2 separate regions of the Mus musculus genome follow, and region 2 is linked to region 1. Evidence: chromatin contacts called from public Hi-C data. All regions are on one chromosome and are shown on one strand. The core of a region is the stretch at or near the end of the contact, and the rest is flanking DNA. Distances in the headings are between cores, read along the strand shown.

The links. A called contact is a pair of places that touch in the nucleus more often than the background predicts.
Region 2: a Hi-C map of ECoMG-derived neutrophils shows a contact between it and region 1, with 2.4 times the contacts expected there. A contact is called at or near these places in 6 of 484 Hi-C or Micro-C datasets (B cells, ECoMG-derived neutrophils, bone marrow-derived macrophages and 2 more), 9 of 130 datasets of targeted methods (the 230-238 cell line, CD8 T cells, the NIH/3T3 cell line and 6 more) and 2 of 9 other capture datasets (adipose tissue and embryonic stem cells).

The regions. Positions count from the first base shown.
Region 1 is chr19:32,802,378-32,808,677 of GRCm38.p6, forward strand. All of the region lies in intron 5 of Pten (phosphatase and tensin homolog), which reads left to right. Among named protein-coding and RNA genes, the nearest start is that of Pten, 48 kb to the left of the region's middle.
Region 2 is chr19:32,950,274-32,956,573 of GRCm38.p6, forward strand. No RefSeq gene overlaps it. Among named protein-coding and RNA genes, the nearest start is that of Gm36914, 6.7 kb to the right of the region's middle.

The DNA of each region.
Region 1 (6,300 bases), core at 989-3,488:
ATCCTCTACCTCTTACAGTCTCTAAGCCTTCGTCTACAATGGTCCCTGAGCTGTAGGTGCAGTTATTGTGTTGTAGATGGCTCAGTTGGAACTGAGTTCCACAACTCTGTGTTTTGAACTGTTGTGGTTTTCTGCAATGTTTTCCTTATGCTACAAAGAGAAATTTCCTTGATGAGGGATAAGCACTATGCTTATCTATTGGTATAAATTTAGAGCATAGTTATGGACTATATATATTATTTAGTAAATTAGTGGTTGTAGGTTCTCTGTCAAGAAGCATGACTTCCCTAGCCCAAGGTAGTTGGCTAGGTTTCCAATACCAGGCAGTTTCTCTGTCTTTAAGGGGATTTAAAATTTTTATTTGTTTATCTGTCCATCCATCTGTCCATCTGTCTGAAATCTATCTATCCGTCCACCCATTTAGGTGAGGCCTGAGAGACAGAGTCAAGGAAATGTCACCATCTTTAAAAAAAAAAATTAAGAAGGACCCTTTCTTTAAAAGACCTTAAATTATTTGCTGATTATTTATTCATTTGTTTTTATTGCCATGCATAATTTTGATGGAAACTTTGAACTGATTACACTAAGAGCTTAATTACTAGTAAGTGGTACTCCTGATACTTCTATGGCCTGTCTTGTATTTTGAGAGAGCAATGTTTGCTTTGGAGAAATGGATGAGAATATTTGAAGTCCTGCGACTCTCTCAGCCATTTCCTGCCAGGAATCTCAGCTACTTGACATTTTTTTCTGTTTCTGTTTGTTTGTTTATTGTTGTTTTGATGTTTTCATTTTTCTCTCTTTCTCTCATTCCCCTTTTGTAATGGTAAGGATTGAGCCTAGGGCCTTGTACATGGACACATATTCTACCAGTAAGCTATATCCCTCAGCCCTTGTTTGACTCATTCATCATGTTAAACTACATGACCTTTTGTTTTGCTTTGTTTCTGTTTGTTTGCTAGTTCAGACAAGGATTTTCACTTGAGACAAATAATGGTTGTGAAATGGTTTAGGCTTCTCTAAGCTCTGCTGTCAATCTCCATTCTTTTTCCTTCACTTCTTCAGAATTGCCAGCGTGTGTATAGAGTGATAAGATGCTGGGGTGGTCTGTTTCCTTATGTTCAAGGGTAAGAGCAAGACTTGGGCACTTGAACTTTCCTGTAAATTTCTCTGTTTCCAGGCCAGGGTAAATGCAGGAATCCAGGTTAGACGCAGGAGTCAAGTTAGGTGCAGGAGACCCATGTCAGAAACTGAGGTCTTGACACACTAGTCATTACAGCCTGGTGGCAACAGTTCTGTTTCCCTCTAGAAGGGAGGGGAGGGTGTTTGTGGAAGTGACAAGAAGTCTTGGGAAATGTTACAAGGTAGGGGGTATTTGTGAGTGAAATGTGAAGCCTCTAGTGTCATTTGGTAAAATGTAATAATAATACTTGTGTCCTCCATAGAACTTTTCTTGGCACTCTCCATCTCTTGACCATTTCTTCCATGTGAAAATGATAGACTAATGGACATAGAAGATGCAGGGCTGTGCACATTGTTAGAGCTGTAGCTGGTGCATTTGATGTTTAGCCATTGCATTATACTAAGACTCCTTAAGTAATTTAGCATCTTACAGCCACATCAGTAGGATCTACTGTACCTGTTGCATAGTTAATATACCTAGACAAGTGTTTTGGATAAGTTTATACACGGACCTAAAGCAGAATCCTTATGTGTATCCTACCTTTATTCTTTCGATTATTTAAAAAACAAGAAAGAACTTATGAACAGATACTGTTGACCAAGCTGTGTTTTACTAATGGTTGCTTTTGCATTTTAAGCTACAATAGTATTAGAAACCTACATCCAGATAAAAGCTTTCAGATATCCCTACTCCAGGAATGCTTCTTTACAGATGACATCAAGGCCCAGAAAAGTGAACTGTAGTGATCAGAATTCGTGACGGTGTCAATCAGTTCATGACAGCATTTACAGTAAAAACAAGTCCCTTGGTGTGTTGTTAAATTTCTTTGTATATTATCAAGCTTACAGATTCTGAACTGCAAAAGGTTCCATATTTATTGCTGATGGTTTTGAAAGGCTTCTCAGTTTTATGCTTTTCTTTACAAATCGTAGTGTTTAATAACCCTCCAGGTTAAAATCTTGGAGTGTTTAACCTCCAGTCTAAGTTTAAAATCTCCAGAGAGAGATTGCTAGTTTTGTAACTATAATGCTGTGCATTTCCTTAAAATTTTTACAATTTAATTTTCTCAAAGCTTTTAAATGTAAAGAAAAATAAAATCATGGCATTTATAGGAAGAGAATGGAACTAGAAGTCATTACTTTAAGTAAAACAAATCTGATCAGAAAAACGTGTTTTCTCTCATGGGAAGAACCTAGCTTGGAGGTATGCATACCCTTTGGGGGAGGGAGATCTGAAGGGAAGATGGTGAAAGGAAGAGTGGAACCTGCTCCACACAGAAATGCAGAAGAGGAACTGTTTAGGGAGGGAGGTGACTCAGAAGGAAGTACAACGGTACCTCTATGAGGAAATGTCATAGTGAAATGCGCTAGTAACAAAGAAAAATAATAAAACAAACCTTAAAAGGCACCGGGCCTTGGGCTGGTAGAGTGGCTGTGGAATGATGGATGTGTTTTAGCTTGCTGAGTATAGGAAAGCTGCTTTAGTACAGCTGAGGAAGTCTTCCTAGAAGAATCTTAGAGAATTGATGACTCAGTGTGGCAGTGTAGACACACAGTGGACTTGCAGACTTGTAGACTAGCTAGGAGTCCCTGTGGCTACGTTCGTGCTGCTTGTTGTGTTTGCTGTTTCTGGATTTATACTTTGTGATTGTAAATGTGAACTTCTGGAGATTAATACTTAAATCTGCTTTGTAGTTAATCATATTAGAATTGTCTGTATTATTTTGTTTATATTTGTAATTTTAACTATGGAGGGACCATAAGAAGCTGAAGAAATTTGTGTTCTGGTACAGAATCCTCATCTTCTTTCTTTTATGTTAAAGGAGGAGGCAATTGGCCTGTTGTGAAAAAATTGTAGACTTTGCCTAAAATGTGTGTTTTTTTTTTTTTGGCTTTTACTTATAGTACTTTCTTTCTCAGAGTCCTGTAGTTAGGTCTTGATATGATGCAGGTTGGATTTGCAAGCTGACCATAAAATGTAGCATTGTGTTCTTAATGCTGGAACAATACTTCAGGTTTTGAATATTGCAATGAAGTTCAACAGTTGCTACTTCCTATAAAGAAAAAATATCTCAAGGGCGAAGTAACTGCTCAAGGGAACAAAGACCCATACCCTTATTCAGTCAAAGAAGTGTGTTGCCCACTTTACTGGGAATTATTTACTTGTATAGTTGATATTTTCCTTTGTGAAAAGGTGGCAAATTATCCAAATCCAAAGTCACTGAGGGTGAATCCCGACTGACTGCACATGCGCGCGCGCGCACACACACACACACACACACACACACACACACACCCCGCGCCAGCCCCTCCTGCTGTAAATTACCTTCTGGGGTTGGTTTCCACGTGTGCCTTGCTGTTTGCAAATGCACTTAGGGTTCAGTGCTGCAATACATGGTTTGCGGGATGTAAACTATGAGGAGAGTGTAAGAAAGACCTTTTCAGAATGGCAATGAGCGCAGGTTTTGGAGTAACTTTCCAAACTTGAGGGAAGACACTGCCACTAACCATACGTAGTGTCTGTTCTCCCTGGCCTCCAGCAGTGGCAAGGAAAGTAACCTTAATGCTTAGTTCTCTTATTAAACTTAGGGGAGGGATTGAAACGTTTCAGTTTGCCTTTTCTTTGCTTACAAGTTGGTTATTAGGTAGGTGTGTGTGTTTTGACTACGTGAGTGTGTGTGAGAGAGAATGTGTGTGTGTGATTAGTTTACTACCTCAGTTTGTCAACTTTACTAAAATAACAATGCCAAGCTTAATTTTAAGAGATTTCATTATTTTCTGTGAGAAGTGAACTTTTATAACCTACTATCAAGGTTATCCCCCTACCCCTGTTTTACTTATTAAATCCCCTCATCATAAAATTTTCTTGCTTAGTCCTTATTTTTAAATCAAACAAGTTGTGGTTGCTGTTGCTAAAACAAAAAACTCAGTATAATTTTCTTGTAATGTCAATTATCATGTGTTCTCTTCTGATGCATACTGTTTGGGCTATTATCTACTATCTAGCAGTCCACTGATTCATAAAGCTGTGCAGTTTTAGGCTTTGAAAGATTTAAGCAGTTACTTAATACAAACCCATTTGCAAAGACCACACTGCCCTGATTCATAGTCTTTCTTTGTCATACTCAACACCTGGCTTCCTAATTTTGTTCCTTGGATTCTCTCTGCTGTACTAAGCTCTACTTAATTTTTTCCTTTTCTTTTTGATTCCTAAAATAGAAACCAACACCAAAAAAAAAAAAAAAAAGAGAGAGAGAGAGAGAGAAAAATTGCTGTTTTGAATGTGTGAGTTTTTCAGTTTTAGGTAAGAGAAACCCAAGTAGGAGAAGGAGACAGAGAAGACACAAGGGAGATGTTTATTGACTAATAGAACCTAAAAGGTCAGGTCTGGATCTAAATGCTCAATAAGTGTCAGGAACCTCTCCTTTCTACACTCTTCCCTTTTCTTTCTTGGCTATGTTTATTCAGAAAGGATCTTTGCAAGTAATACCAAGCTATGGTCCCGTAGCTTTAGGCTTACACTCTTGACTAACTGCAGTGGTAAAAGAACACCCATTTGACTAGAGGTTCCTAGAATAGGTTCTGATTTCCCTGGCTTAAAGGGTGTGTCTTTTTATTTTTTTATTTTTTTGTAAGATTTGTTTATGTATATGAGTATACTGTCACTGTCTTCAAACACACCAGAAGAGGGCATCAGACCCCATTACAGATGGTTATAAGACACCATGTGGTTGCTGGGAATTGAGCTCTTAACCACTGAGCCATTTCTCCAGCCCACATCTACCTCTTTTTTGAAACAAATACTTTTGCTAGTGAGTGGAATCCTCTTACAAATTCATATATCTGAATTGAAGAATAGGCCCAACACCCCAAACCACAAAACTGTCATTATAGCTTCTAAAGAAAATCCAGGTGAGGAAAGAGTGTTGGCCAGAAATGATCTGTGTCACTTTTGTCACAGAGATTCTGTAAGTTACCATAGAACTCGAAGCATTATGTATTCCAAACTTCAGAGGTTCTTCATAAAGGGGAAAAACTGAATTAAGAGAAGTTATGGCTTCATTCAGATCGCATAGCATTCCTGTTTTCAGGTCACCTGAGTCAGATTCATTTAGGTCCTGTACTGCATTTGAGCAAGATAAACATGTATAGTCCTACTTGTTTCTTATTAAAGTAGAGGCAGCAGGGCTGGCCTCAGTGTGCGTGGGACCCAGCAGTTGGCAGGTAGAGTTAGGAGGATCAAGAGTCAAAGCCACCATCAGATCCTGCAGTGTGTTTGAGGCCAGCTCTCCCCTGGGGGGAAATTGAGGTTGTAATGGTTGGCTGTGGTGTCACAGAGGCCTATAATCTCCACTGTTGGAGCCTGAAGCAATAGAATACCTATTTTGAGACCATTCTGGGGTACATAATGAGACCCTGTCTTAAAACATAAGATATGTGATAATATATACCTTGTAATTTTATGGGAATAATAGAAATATGTTTTGAATATTAGAAAATATCTACAATAACTACTATTGTCATAGTATTAGTAACCACATTCTTTTGTTTATTGAATTACTGCCTTGTTTATTGTGGTCATTCAGAATGTAGGTTTTTCCTCTTCAAGCAAATACTTTTTAGGTTGAAACTTTTATTTATGAGTTTAGACTTGGAAAATATTTTCCAGTTTATTAAGAAAGTTTGCTCAAATAGAAAATTACTTCTTTAAGGACTCTAAGTTGTGAATTTACCTTCTAGAAGATCATCTAGAATCTGAATGCATAGAGGATGAACATACATTATATATACATATATATATACACACACACACTGTGTTGTTCCGTGCTAATCCCGTATAGTAGTCTTATGACAGTAGTATAGATCTCAAAGATGTATGTCCTCCATATAAGTCTGTTTTTCAAAGAGCCAGCCAGGCATGGTGGAACACACCTTAAATCCCGAGCACTTGGGAAGTATGAGTTTCAAGACACAAAGAAACTCTTATCTTGAAAACCAAAAAGAGAAAAAGTAATTAGCATCAAGTAGCCAAGGCTTATAAAAGAAGAATTAATGAAAAATACACTAGGAAAATGTAAAATTCCAAGGCAGGCTTTTCTTATCGGAATAGCATTATAATAA
Region 2 (6,300 bases), core at 1,993-4,492, 150 kb after region 1:
TGAAGTTCACAGTGATGTACATCAGAATCCTAAGTGAGAACTTCTCAAAGTACTGAGATCTGGCTCCCCTGTGGGATATTCTGAAGAAGTTCCCTAAGTGATTCAGCCACACTGTTGTTGGTGGGCTCAGTGCCAACTGTGATACACATCTACTAAGGGTGTGCTTGCTCAAGACACTGTACTATGCACTATGAATAATGAAGTAAATGTCACATAAAATCACGTGGGAGGCTGTTGGGAGCTTCACTAGTTGACCATCCGTGGGGCGGGTTTTGGAGGCTCAGCAGCACCATCTTTCTTAAATGATAACAGAAAAATCTGTGAAGACTGGAAGCCCAGAAGTGCAGAGAACAGACTTTAGAGAGAGCAGAAAGAAGAGATCCAAGGGCTGGTTGGAGTTAGAGCAGGTTAGCCTTGGATTCCCGACCTTGAAATTATTTTCCTATTATAACAAATTCGAGGAATCATCAAATTTGTGAGACATTGAGCTTTCCTGAGGCAGAGAGTGAATTTTAGAGACTGCTCTTGCAGCTGGTAGGTCTTGTGCTCTGGTAAGTTAGAAGATGAAGAATGGAAAGGTCTCAGAATGGAGGGGGAGCTTGGGCCAAGCAGGTCACTGACAGGTGGCCAGGGCAAAGGAACAGTTATGTAAAACTGATTAGATGTTGGGGGAGGAGTGGAGAGGGGAAGAAGAAGTGCTGAGGACATTGTGCCTGGGTGAGGGGAAGAATTGCGCTGCAGCAGAGAAGGGGAAGTTGGAGTCTGAGCTGACTGGAGGAGGGGAAAGACTAGGTGACCTTGATTGGGAGATGCTGGAACTGGGTACCCATATCCCAGGGCCATGTGGAGATGTGGTACTCAAGGGAGAGGGGTAGGCTACACACATACAAATAAACTACAGTGTGAGCCATCAGCATTGAGGGGAATTGCTTGGAGCTCTGGCTCTGTGTTGTGGGGTATCTGTGAAGTTAAGCCACCGTAAGCAGATTTCTATGTATGTTAAGAAGTTGACAACCTCCTATTATATACCCTAAATAGAATCACCTGTATAGAAGTGGTGACACTCTTGGACAGTTGAATCACCATGTTCCTGATTGCTACAATACCTCAGACTATTGATTATTTTTGCCATGGCTAGACTGTTGATAGTGATATTTCACTTCACAGAAAAATAATTAACTTCAATTTGGTCAAAGACCTGGACACAAGAGCTAAAATTATGAACTCTTGAGGAAGAAAACAACATCAAAAATGTAAATCTTTTAGGGCTAGAGAGATGACTCAGCAGTTAAGAGCACTGACTGCTCTTCCAGAGGTTCTGAGTTCAATTCTCAACAACCACATGGTGGCTCACAGCCATCTGTAATGGGAACTGATGCCCTCTTATGATGTGTTTAAAGACAGCTACAGAGTATTTGTATACATAAAACAAACAAACAAATGACTCTTAAAAAAATCTCTAATAAAAAAATAAAAACCTACTTCTTAAAAATACCTGTAAATCTTTGTACTAACATGCCTTAAAATGGGTAATATTAGATACAGTACTTAAAGTAAAAACAATTATAAACCGGGCGTGGTGGCCCACGCCTTTAATCCCAGCACTTGGGAGGCAGAGGCAGGCAGATTTCTGAGTTCGTGGCCAGCCTGGTCTACAAAGTGAGTTCCAGGACAGCCAGGGCTATACAGAGAAACCCTGTCTTGAAAAATCAAAAAAATAAAAACTAAAATAAACTAGATTTCATCAAAACTTAAATTTTGTATTTCAGGGACTGTCAAGAAAGTGCAGACTCATAGCATGGGAGATAATATCTGCCAATCTAATTATCTGAGAGAAGTCTAGTACTCAGAATAAGTCAAGAACCTTTAATACAACATTGAAGGACAATAACCAATTAAAACCGGCCGAACCATTATAGTAAATATTTCTCCTGAAAAATGTACAAATGAAGCTGAGTGTGGTGTCACATACCTATAATCCCAGCACTCAGAGGGGGCTGAGGCAGGAGGAGTGTGATTTCAAGACTGCCTGTGCAGCATCAGGAGACTATGGATTAATCCCCTCTTATATACACAAATGGTCAAGACTCAACATTGAGCTATCTGAGAAATGTAAGTCAAAGGCACAATGAGGTACCATTTCATACCTACTAGGGTGGCAATCATTATTATCATGATTACTATCAATTATCCTGAGATAGTAACAGAGGTAAGTGTGATGTTTTAAATTAAAATGGCCCCCATAGCCCCATAGGGAATGATACTATTAGGAGGTGTGGCCATGTTGAAGGAAGTGTGTCATTAGGGGCAGGCTTTGAGGTTTTGGATGCTGAAACCAGGCTCAGTGTATTGTGACTCATTCTCTTTCTGCTGCCTGCCAATTCAGATGTAGAATTCTCAGCTACTTCTCCAGCAGCACGTCTACCTTTGTGCTGCCATGCTTCTTACCATGATAATACGTATCCCCATATTTCTTCACTATTCACCCTTGCCTATCCCTGCCCTGCCGCGAGTCTTTAAACTCTAGTCACAGCATGGTTAACACAAGATGCTAAAAAAAAGCATAAGAACAGCTGTTCTGATTCCGTGCTTCACGACCTGCTCATAGCGTGCTCCAGCTGTGGAGAGCAGCTCTAAGGGAGGTCCAAGCTTTAGTTCTGGTGAGCGAAGCTGATACAAAGGTGAGCCAGAACACAGTCTCCCGAAGTGCATCCTTCTGCCTCACAGGACAGGGTCCACTCAAGCTTTTGCCCAGTTGCTCTCAGAGTCAAGGGTTCTTCCTAACCTTTCCACAGACAGAGACCTCCTCAAGCTCAGGTGTTAGAACCTGCCAAGGCTCCACCCATCGCTGGCTTCCTGTGAACAGGTGTGCTTGGAACTTTGGAACCTGTGTTTTGAAATTTGTAATTTGAGGTCCTCAGAGGTTGCAGGCACCATCTAGGAAAAGGGGAGGGATTTGAGGCAAAAGGGACTAAGATTCTGACTCCTACCTCATTCGAGAGGAAAGAACCAATCCGTTTAACAGAGTGTCCTTAATGGCGGTTGAGTGTATGGGGGTGGGGGAGGGGGGGTGTCTGTGTGCGCAGATGCAGCTCAGAGAGCTCTCATTCACTGCCTTTCCCTCTGGCTCTCTCCCTGCACACACTGTTCTCTGAGCTCCATGGCTTCCTGTGCTGCGCTTCCTGTTTCCTTGTCAAACTTCATATAAGCATTTGCTGAGGGCTGGGCAGGTGTCAGGCTCCGTGGCTGGGAGGAAGCAGCAGGTGGAGGACATAGGATGTTGATGACACTTGGGCTGGAGTTCACCAAGTTCCCCTTTTAGTTCGTAATCTCTGTTTATGATTTGAGTACCTAGGAGAACCGGCTAATTCCAGCAGATGGAAAAGAACTCTAGCAGGCTAGAGCATCCCAGGCCAACGAGAGCTTCAAATACTTTGAAGATAGAGGATAACCCTTCCTGCCTCTCATTCCTGGGAGTGTCCTCGCAGGCTCTGTAGGTCTCTCGAAAACGTAGCTGATACACTGAGTAGTTCTCCAACCCTTTCCTTCTGACCTCAGCCAATCTCCTCCTTTGTGATCACACATTTCTAGGGTGTGCTAGGCAGGAACGATTCTTGTCTCTATTTAATGATGCTTAAATATAATAAGTGTAATTCCTACAAGACAGTCTTGGCCAAAAATAGAAAACCCTGTTGCTCTTTCACTTCACCTCCCACTCTCCCACTCCTACGTTCACACCACAGCATCCTATAAGGTTTTTGTTTGTTTGTTTTTTTAATCACCTAAAGCCATTGCTTTCTGGGCTAGTGTGCCCCCTTGAAGAGCTGGCATTTGGCCTGTAGTCTGGGCAACTACCTCAGATTGCCTCCTTGGAAAGGAGGGTGACCATGTCAGTTGGGCTGAGCATAGGCTTTGCAGATGGGGGATCTGGGGAGCTTAGGGGTGATACACTCTCTGCTAAACCATCAGGATGGCAGCTTCGTCTTTCATCTGGGCTCCTCTATTGTACTGGTGGCTATTGGTTCTTTTCCTTTCATTAAAGTACAGTGGTTGTTTGCTAAAGACGCTTTTGTTCAGAGGGAAACAATGCTTCTATGTTCCAACAGGAGAAGTGTCAGCTGTGGGAGGAGAGAGGAGAGGGTGGGACTCTCCCTACAGAGCCCTCTGGTGGACTTTTTCAGTATGCATTGCTTCTTCTGCCTTCTTGAAGGAATGGCTTCCTTCTGCTCATGGAGGGAGGCTCCTGATGCATCTGATGACTGCCCGTTGTGGCTTTCAGGGCCCATGGGAGCTGATGGCCCTCCTGCTGGCCTGCATCCCCAGCTTCATCCACTGGCCATTCCGTTCCAGGTGTCTTCTCCAGCAGTTTCTCTAGGTTGGCTTTGACCCACTGCTCCCATTCTGCTTCCTTCATCAGCCACAGGCTACTAAGCAGTCCCTATCCCAACCCCTTCTCATCCTGGATCTTTTACTTCAGGCATCACCCTCTTGGCAGGATCTGACACAACCTCGTTCTTGCACCTTGCTCAGAAGCTGTTCGTATGAAGTCCAGGACAGTCAGGCTGTCCTGTCTGTTTCATCTCTGACCCCTGACATGCAGTCCATGCAGTCGAGTGTCTGGCTTTTATTGGGCATTTACAAAATGCACAGGAAGAAACAAATAACAAAGACAGAGAACATGGAAAGGGGAAAACTTTGGGGTCTTTTGACACCAAGGCAACCAAGAGGTTGCGTGGAATGTCTCTTTTGCCAAGGAGGGGCGTGCCTGCGTAGTTGGTATCCTAGTTAGCATGTTAACATGACATTGTCTATGGTCACCTGGGGTGTAGGGACAGTTGAGTTGAGTAATTGTCTTTATCAGGCAGGTTTGTGGACATGTCTGATAAGTGCCATCTGGACTGCTAACTGATATAGGGCTACCATGAACAGTCCCATACCTAGGCAGTTGATTTGGGGTTGTATAAGGAAACAGGTTAAGCTGGAGCCAGAGAATAAGTCAGTCTGGAACACTCCTGCCTTGACATCCATCCCTCAGTGACTGACTGTGTCCTGGAAGTGTGAGCCAATTCAACGCTTTCTTCCCTGAGTTGTGTTTGATCACAGTGTTTTGTTCTAGTGACAAGAAACCCAGATCAGGTGCATCCCTTCTTCTCTGGGATTATATCTTGGTTCCCAGGAATTAGGGACTTTCCTTCATCTTTCCCACTCTCTTTCCTGCACTAGTTTTCCCAGGGCTCGTCCACACACTCTTTAATAGTGTTAACAGAGGCTGTAACTATAAAGAAACCCAGCTGCCATCTTTGAGGACCTTCAGTTTTTGGACACTTCCAAATATTCTATTTAAAAGCATTGGCCCATCAAGGGAAACCCGTGCCTCATCAGCTGAAATGCTCCTGGTCAACTTTCTTTACTGTGGGTGGGGGGGGGGGGGCGTTTGAAATTCTCAGCTGCACCCCGATGTATCCAGCAACTGTCTCTTACATCGATGGTGACAATCCGCTGGCAGTCAGAAGCCAAAATTCCATTTACTCAGCATTTACAGAGAGGAGCTCTCACATTCCAGAGGCACCCGTCAGTTGCTACCAGACATACCCCGTGTCTGGTCCTGGATTTGGCCAACTCTGTGTGTGTGTGTTTGTGCACATGTCTGTGTGTGCATGCACATATGTGTACATACATGCATACACACATGCATACACACAAAAGTCTTTTTTCCTGTTGACAACCGGAGAGATGAACTTGAACCATCAGGCTGGTAAGGACATCAGCAGTTCTCCAAGTTCTTTTGACAGTTCTCTGGGAATCATCCTGGCTTCTGACTCTTACTTTCTTCCTCTGTGGCTGCACTCTTGCTGCTGTTAAACTCATACCTACAACCCAGCCTCTTCCCCGAGTTCCACCAACACAAGCCCATAAGACCCACTTATTCCTGGAAGTCTGTAGAAAAGATTTCATGGCAGATTTGAAAGGCAGATACCAGGGCTTTTATTTTGACGGTCCACACCTTCACATAGCCATTCTGCCCCTCCCCCATACACGAAGCTGAAGCCCTTCTGGTTAGCTGTGGCTTTTCTTTGTCTTCTATTCTTCTTCTGTTGGGTGCCCCTGTGGATCTCTTTTTGTTATTACTTATCTAAAGCCCTTCAACCCTTCCTTGTGCCTCAATTAGCTAGGTCCATTTGCATATCCAGAGTCTTCCTGGGTCTCAAGTTTCTTAAGAGTCACTCTCCTTAGAAAGCAATTATGGTTTACAGAGAATTTCCTCTTTTGCAAAAAAAAAAAAAAAAAAAAAAAAAAAAA